Regions from separate parts of the Sus scrofa genome. Here region 2 is linked to region 1. A link is a contact called in public Hi-C data. All regions are on one chromosome and are shown on one strand. The core of a region is the stretch at or near the end of the contact, and the rest is flanking DNA. Distances in the headings are between cores, read along the strand shown.

What was found. A called contact is a pair of places that touch in the nucleus more often than the background predicts.
Region 2: a Hi-C map of skeletal muscle shows a contact between it and region 1, with 4 times the contacts expected there. The contact joins the promoter of MARF1 here to the promoter of FOPNL in region 1. A contact is called at or near these places in 1 of 47 Hi-C or Micro-C datasets (skeletal muscle) and 1 of 2 datasets of contacts at active chromatin or transcription factors (alveolar macrophages).

The regions. Positions count from the first base shown.
Region 1 is chr3:6,974,850-6,979,060 of Sscrofa11.1, reverse strand. It overlaps FOPNL (lisH domain-containing protein FOPNL), which reads right to left and starts at 1,866. Exons shown (of 5, transcript XM_003361820.3): 1 at 1,782-1,866. The coding sequence starts at 1,809.
Region 2 is chr3:7,178,612-7,182,822 of Sscrofa11.1, reverse strand. MARF1 (meiosis arrest female protein 1) reads right to left here and starts at 2,061. Exons shown (of 29, transcript XM_021086172.1): 1 at 1,937-2,061. It overlaps LOC110259860 (a long non-coding RNA gene), which reads left to right and starts at 2,189. Exons shown (of 2, transcript XR_002342264.1): 1 at 2,189-2,761; 2 at 3,383-3,563.

The DNA.
Region 1 (4,211 bases), core at 617-3,116:
ACCTCAGTGGTGGATCACCAACTCCTGTCTCGGTTGCCTTCTCCACAATAATGGGCTCTACCTCTGAGAGGAGGAACCAAGGAAAGTGGAAAAATGTGAGGTGAAAGTGCTTTAAAAAGGTACAAATGAAAATGCAAACATTTTCACTGGGTTTCTCTTGAACGCTAAACACATTCATTGCTGTACAACAGAAACTGGCACAACACTGTAAATCGACTATAATTTTTTAAAAAAAGTAAAAATAAATAAAGCTTAAAAAACAAAAAACCCACCAGAAGTTCCCATTGTGGCTCAGGGGAAACAAATCTGACTAGCATCCATTAGGACATAGGTTCAGTCCCCGGCCTCGCTCAGTGGGTTAAGGATCTAGCCTTGTGGTGAGCTGTGGTGTAGGTCAGATATGGCTCAGATCCTGCATTGCTGTGGCTGTGGTGTAGGCCAGTGGCTACAGCTCCGATTCAACCCCTAGCCTGGGAACCTCCATATGCCGCAGGTTTGGCCCTAAAAAGATTAAAAAACGAAAATAAAACCCACCAAAAAACACATTCAGAACCTTGGAATGCAGAAAAAAAACCCATAAAGGGCTCCTTACATCCATGCAGGACATCCCTGGTCCCCAGAGAGGTTTGGGGTTCCAAATTACCCTGACCTTCTCTGTTATCACGTTTATTATGACACATGTACCATAACAAGGTCTTTAGGAAGAGGTTCTTAACCTGGCTTAAATCCTTGGAAGCTGCATGCACTATTAGAGGTGATCTTTGTTTCCTGGGGGAGGGTTCACCAATTCCTGGGAAGTCTATCCTTGTGGATAGGGGTACTTCTTTTTATTGATGGTTCACCAGCTCAGGGCTGCAAATATACATTACTCTCAATAGTTCCTGAATCATATTCTCAAATCATACCCTCCACGCCAAATCTCTAACAATTACTCATTGAGAGTCTAGATTCCCTGAAGACTGGAATTGGTTTGACTAGCCAGGCAGCAACAGCATTCAGGAATTAAGGCCTGCAGACCTGGGGCAGCATCTCTAGATTCTCACTCTCTGCTGCTTTCTAGCTAAATTACTCTGGAGGAGCTGTTTCACTTCTCAGCACCTCCATCTCCTAATCTCTGAAATGGGCATAGGGTTGTTACACGGAATCAATTCACTAAAGTTGGGCAGTGCCTGACCCAGAAAGCTCCATCATAATAACTATAATTATTACTACCTGTCTGGATATCGATGTCAAAATTAACAGTGCACCAACGTTCGGAGCTTAAGCATACCAACAGTTGTGGAACTTTTCCCAGAAAGACTGGACAATGGCCAGCCCAGGCATCATTCTACTTCCAGTTTTTCCCAATGGAAACTCGGGACCTACCTCGCAGGGGGTTGTAAGGATTCAGGGAGATAACCACGAAAATGGTTTAGGATTGTGTTTAGGTTTGTAATCATCAACCGAGAGGGAAAGGTCAGGCCCAAGGCCTCGCCCCTGAAAGGATCCAGAAGGATGCGCCAGAGCCCCCAGATGCAGGACTGCAAGCCTCTCAGGTACCTGTGGATCCTGGCTCTCCTCCAGCTCAAAGCCGCTTCAAAAACTGCCCCTGTGCCACCACATCCCTCCAGGGCCCTCGCCCAGCGGGCCACCACATCCGCCGGACGCAACGCAGGCCCCGATGCTACAGAACGACCCCCGGAAGGGCTGACTCTAGTGTTCCGCCCCCTCTTTTCGTCCCATCCTTTTCACAGGCTGAAGGCCGACGCGTCTCACTCGGAAAGCCTCCTATTTGCACTCACCAGCCTTCAGCTCGGCGACAGTCGCCATTTTTCAACGGCCGCCAGGGGCGCGCCTCGGCCGTGCGCGTGCGCAGCTCCGCCCGGCTCCGCGGCATGGTCTGCAGCCAATAGGCGCGCTGCTCTGGCCGCTCCCAGTCCCGCCCCTCTCCGTTTATGCCCTCCGTGGTTGGGTGGGTGGTGACGGTCCAGAGAGACCCCACCAATCAAGGAGGAGGGAGGGGAAGCCGGAACAGAGGCACCTGAGCCGCCCGAAGTGCTTGTCGTTGCTAGTTAACCTGTATTAAGCCTGGGGTTCTCAAATTTAGCTTGCGTCAGAATCACCTGGAAGAGTTCTTAAAACAGATTGCCGTGCCCACCCCTGGAGTTTCTGGCTCAGTAAATCTGGGTTGAGGTTCTGAGAATTGCATTTCTAACAGGTTCCTAGATGCTGCTGATGCTGCTGGTCTTGGGGATCATACCTTGAGAACCACTGTATTAAGAACTAGCTATGAGTCTGACACCGTGCTGAGTGCTTTACACGCTTTAGCTCTTTCGTTTCTCTATTATCACAACATTTTACAAAGGAGGAAAGTCTTTTGAGTTCTGGAAAACTGAAGGGGCTTAACCAAGATCATCAGCAAAGGGTGGATGTGAGATTTGAATCCAGGTTTTTTCAAAGCATGTTCCCTCCACTGGCTCTTAATACTGGGCAGTGCACATAGGGAGTCCAAGAGCTATTTGTGGAGATTATTGATGAATGAATAAGCTCTAGGCGTTCCCACTGGGTCACAGCGGGTTAATGATCAAGCTGTCTCTGTGGAGGCCCCTGTGGGCAGTAGGTTAAGGATCCTGAATTGCTGCAGCTGTGGCGTAGGTTGCTGCTCCTGCTTTGGCCGGACAAATGCTGCAGGGCAGCCAAAAAAGAAGAAAGGAAAAAAAAAAAAAAAAGGAAAAAAAGGAATTCCCGTCGTGACTCAGTGGTTAACAAGTTCAACTAGGAACCATGAGGTTGCGGGTTTGGTCCCTGGCCTTGCTCAGTGGGTTAAGGATCTGGCGTTGCCCTGAGCTGTGCTATAGGTTGCAGACGCAGCTGGGATCCTGCGTTGCTATGGCTCTGGCTTAGGCTGGCGGCTACAGCTCCGACTTGACCCCTAGCCTGGGAACCTCCACATGCCGCAGGAGTGGCTCTAGAAATGGCAAAAAAAAAAAAAAAAGCTCTAGTACGCCAAGGAAATGAAAAAGGAACACGGAAATAATGTACTCCAAACTGCGTGTGAGGTTCTATGATTCCAGTCGTACTGCCAGGAAGGCCAACATTTGTGACCTAGAACAGTGCCCTTTAAACTACTAGTCTTAACCCAATAGTACATTTTGAAATCCATTTATTAGTATATCCCAATGAACATATTTTCAATGAAATGGAATGCAATGAAGTATTGTTTTGAAATGTTTGTTTCTGGTATATACGTGTGTTCTAGTTCCCGGTGTATTTCTTAAAGACAATGGTAGTAAAAAAAAAAAAAAAAAAAAAAAAGAGCTTGACAGGAATTCCCCTTGCCGGTTAAGAACCTGACATAGTGTCTGTGAGGATTCGGGTTCGATCCTTGGGCTTGCTTGGTGGATTAAGGATCTGGCATCGCTGCAAGCTGTGGAGCAGGTCACAGATGCAGCTCAGATCCAGCATCGTTGTGGCTGCCGTGTAGGCCAGCAGCTGCAGCTCTGATTCAACCCCTAGCCTGGGAACGTCCATATGCTGCAGATGCAGCCATTAAAAAAAGGAATCCATTCCTGTACCTAACTAGATTCATTTTCATCTTGTGGGACACGGATCTGTTGTGTGACCTTAGGAAGATCCTATCCTGTCATACCTTCCTATTCTGTGAAACCCATGGTGCCTGAAATCCTGGCCAACATCTAAAGTTATAAAGATTAACTAAATTCCATAAGTAGAATGTTTGAGTTCTTCCAAGAAAAGCATTCCTGAATATCCTGATGAGGAACTCAGAGAGAAAGGCAAATAATAATGATTTATAGTGGGAATCATACAATAACCAAGAGCCACTATGTGGCGGACGTTGCTCTAAAAGCTTTACTTTAAGCCCTCACCAACAACCCTGTACATAGATAGTCTCAGAGAAAACATCTAAAGTAAAATTTCATTTTATTTATTTATTTTTGTCTTTTTAGGGCTGCACACACAGCATATAGAGGTTCCCAGGCTAGGGGTCTAATTGGAGCTACAGCTGCTGGCCTACACCACAGCCACAGCAACGCCAGAACTGAGCTGGGTCCTTAACCCACTGATCGAAGCCAGCAATCAAACCCTCAACCTCATGGTTCCTAGTCGGATTCGTTTCTGCTGTGCCACACCGGGAACTCCTAAAATTTCATTTTAAAATGTAATGATGGGAGTTCCCGTCGTGGCTCAGTGGTTAACGAATCCAACTAGGA
Region 2 (4,211 bases), core at 812-3,311, 200 kb before region 1:
GTTTGTCTTCACGACTGTATTGCTTGTGCCAAGCACAGAGCCTCCTACATAGTGTACAGCAAGTAAATATTTGTCGAATGAGAGAAGCAGCTATTTACTCACAAAAACTGGAGCTTATCTGGAGATAAAGATGGAGTTACCCACCACAGTAATAGTAAATTATGGTACTTGTTTTTCCTCTTAAATACAGACATAAAAAAATACAGATAGCATATTCCCTAAGAATCTCCTCTCCAGATCATAAAAATTTGTGGTGTTCATGATATACACAACTTCAGCATGCCCTCTCAAGCCTCTTCAAGGCCAATTCCAGAAGTGAGCTAACATGGCAAGTAAAATATAGTTTACAAAGAGTTTGTATTTAACATTAGTTACTTCCTCATTCAATGAATATTTACTTAGTATCTACTATGTAGCATGCCTGTGCTTGGCAAGGGATACAATGATGAAAACAAGTAGACAATGAGATTCACTTATGTCCTCATTCCCCTCCACCACCACCACCACAAATCTATAAGAAAGACAGGGACAAATTAGCCATGTTTATGGAGGTGGAAACAAGTTTTATGAAATTTTGTCACTTGCCCACCATCACACAATTAGAAATGGAACAGAACCACCTCTTTGCACCACTGGAGGTACTTTCACTGTCACTCACAAGCAACAGAAAGCACAAACATATTAGCTTGTTAGTAGCCTGCACTTGGAAATTTTCCCAAATATTCCTTCAAATGACATCAAGCCATTTAGATAGCCAAAGACAAGTTCTGTTCCATTTGAGTGGCAGTCTCACTTCTGCCATGATATCTCAGAGTCTTTGAGCAATTCAGAACGTGGATGAGCGCACAGACTGTGATGTCAGACTGTCTTCATCCTCCTAATAATCCCAATTCTGCTGCTTCCTCTCTGTACAGCTTTGGACAACACACAGCATGTCTGAACCGCAAATACCATCTGTAAAATGGGCCTGATAATAGTAGTAACAACTTCAGAGGTTTGTTGTTGGTATTAAATGAGACAGTCAAAGTAGCAGTGGCCTTCTCTCAACACCTGATCTAGTCCTCAACACCACACATGGCTCCATCCCATTCCTGGTTTCTTTTATTGTTCTCTTTCATAGCTCTTCTACCTAAAATTATCTTCCTTGCTTGCTTTTTTGTTATATAAAAATATAAAATATTTAAATATTTTAAATATAAACTCCAAGACAGCACTGACCATGTTTTCTTATTCATTACTGTATTCTCTGTGTCTGGCATATATCAATTATTGTTGAATGAAGAGTTAAATAAATGTCTACGAAGATCCTTTAGGTTTCAATTTACTTGCATGCAAAACATATTTCCGTTCAGAGATGTCGGAAATTCCAAAAGATGTAACCGGAAAGCTCTAGGTAATACCAGAAAAGTAACAGGAAAACTCTAAAAGGTCTATCACAGTGTCGCAATACAATTTGTGGGAGTGGCTCAGGCCAAAAGGCAACTCAATACTCTCGGTCTAGCCAGAGGCTACACCCTAGGCAGTGCTCACAGACCAAGGAGAATGCAAAACGCTAGAGCAGGTTACAAAAACCCCAGCCCTTTTCTTCCTCTCTTAAACTTGCACTGTACACACTCCTCTAGAAGGCTTGCTCTCCACACCTGGATGGCCCCGTAGGGAGCAGAGAAACAAGTGTGGGCAGGTAGCCAAACACCCTCAAAGGGCAGCAGCAGCGCTGCAATGACAGTCGTAAACTAACCTGAAAAGGAGACAACTGAACCTTTAGCGGGGGCCTGAACGGTGGGTACCAGTCCTTCCCCTCGGGACTAGCTAGCCTCCCCCACCCCCGCCCGCAAGAAGCAGGAGAAGGAGGGGACACTCTCCCCCTCTCCAGCCTGGTGGCCCCAGAGCAATGGGAGCGTCGGGAACTAGCTCCCAGAGCTGCCAGCAAACTCACCTCAGCCGCCGGCTCCACCTCCGCTCACATTCCGGCCCCGCCGCCTTCCCCCCCGCCCCCCCCAAGCCCTTTGTTTTGATTCCCGACTCCGCAGCTCCCGCCGCCGCCGCCAAGCGCACCCTCCACTTCCGCTTCCGCACCGCACCGCCCCTGTCGCAAAACCGACGCCCTTCTCACCCCTGGCTCCGCCCCTTCCTCCGCCCCTCCCCCGCCGCCGAGTCCTCCCCGCGCGGGGCGTGCTGGGAACCTCGGGGGGGGCGGGGCCTCGCGGCCCTGCAGCCTCGTCAGGCTCAGTCCCCTCCCGATAAACCCCTAAATAGGGACCTTCCCAGGGGGCGACCCAGGCTTTTTTGGCAAAAACCCTCAACTTAAGGAGGCCTTGCCCCTGGCTTATCGTAGTGGAGTGGAAAGGAACCTGAAAGCGGAGAATTGGGGAGCTTGTGAAGCGGTACGGGGGAAAAAACCTGCTAACCGGGATTTGATACCGTTCAGCTCCTTTGGCCTTTGACGGAAAGCGATTTAAAAGGGATTTCAATGAAAAACTCGATCGTTTTGGCTTTTGTTTTCTCTTACCCGCTCTTGTCACGTGATGATTCTACCTTTTTTTTTTTTTTAATGAAATGATGCATATTTGCCACAGTATCCTTGATCTAGTGCAGCCTAGTGGCGAGCGGAGAAAAAAATAACTTCCGACTGGGCTGCCAGCGAAGTCATTCGGGCCAGCAGGGCTCCTCGCGAAGCTGCGATCCATCTGGCGAAGATAATAAAGCGTGTGCCAAGACTAAGTTGGATTTTGTCACCAATTAAGAGGTCCTCGTGACTTCAGTAAGAAAATGTACTTTTTTAAAGCCCTGATCCAAAGCTCAGTACAAATAAGTACAAATTTTCCAGTGACCGATTGGGCGGGCAAAAAAAGGAGACTTTAGTTGCAAAAGCTTTGTGAAGGCAGTGACAGCTTGTGGTTTTGGTGGCTAACTATGCCAATTTTTTTTTGTTCGTTTTGGGTTTTTGTTTTGCTTTTTTTTGTTTGTGTGTGTGTGTGTGTGTATTTTGCTTCACAATCTTTTTACTTGAAATTAAAAAAAAATTAAGTAGGCACATCACAAACTGCCAGCTGCTCACTATTTCCTGTTGTAAAATAGGAGAAAAAGCACACATTTAATCTAGACATAGTTTAGGATGCGTTGGCTGGCTTAATTGATGAAGTTTGTTGAGAAACAGGTTAACTTCGCCAAAGGATCAGTAAGTAAAAATGGCCCAAAGAGAACTTTCTTCCCCCTGTAGTTCATAATGTGAGGCAATTTCATTAGGCAATCCACATTGAGTGGGGGAGGTTTCAGGGGAAGCTAATACACCTCTGTAGACATTGTTGAAGACAGGTACTGTGGAGGGCAAGGTCAAACATGCAGCTAAAAAAATCCTTTGTGTTTGTATTCCATTTTCCAGAAATCAGATGACAAGTCCACACATCATCTGCCTGCTTAGGTATTTATTACTGCTGAGTAAATCTTCATTGTGTCTCTGTGTGGGTAGTATTCGCCAAATGGGAATTAGAACAGATGAAAAACAACCCTGTTTCTAGTGTTTTGTTTTTTTCAGATTACCAAAAATATATATACTTTTCTTTAGAGGTGTTTTTCTCCTTTTCATTCTGGTTGAGTACCTCTGAACACAGATAGTATTAACCAAAAATATAAAAAGGAAACACAGTAATCGTGGATGTTTTATTGCTTTTTAAAAAAGGTTTCGGCGTTCCCTTCGTGGCACAGTGTAAACGAATCTGACTAGGAAAATTGTGGGCTCGATCCCTAGCCTTGCTCATCGGGTTAAGGATCAGGCGTGGCCGTGAGCTGTGGTGTAGGTTGCAGACTTGGCTCATCTGATGTTGCCGTGGCTGTGGCACAGTCCAGCACCTGTAGCTCTGATTCAGTCCCTAGCCTGAGAACTTAGATAAGCCGCTGGTGCGGGCCTAAAAAAAAAAAAGACTTAGGCCATAAAGAGCAGACACATTTTGTTTGGCATTGCTTGGCATTCTTCAAGCCCAGAACTGTGTCTGGTGTCAATAGGTAAATGTATTAAATAAAAACAAATCAGGCATACTATATGGAAGACTAATGGAAAGTCTGAATTACAAATAGCTTTTTAATGACATACATTTTTATTCTTTTCTGTAGAAAACTAGCTTAAGCAGAGTATACCAGCTTTTGCAAACATACAATTATAAATCAAACGACAATTTGATACTCGGGAAAGGGTGTTTTAACATTTTACTTAA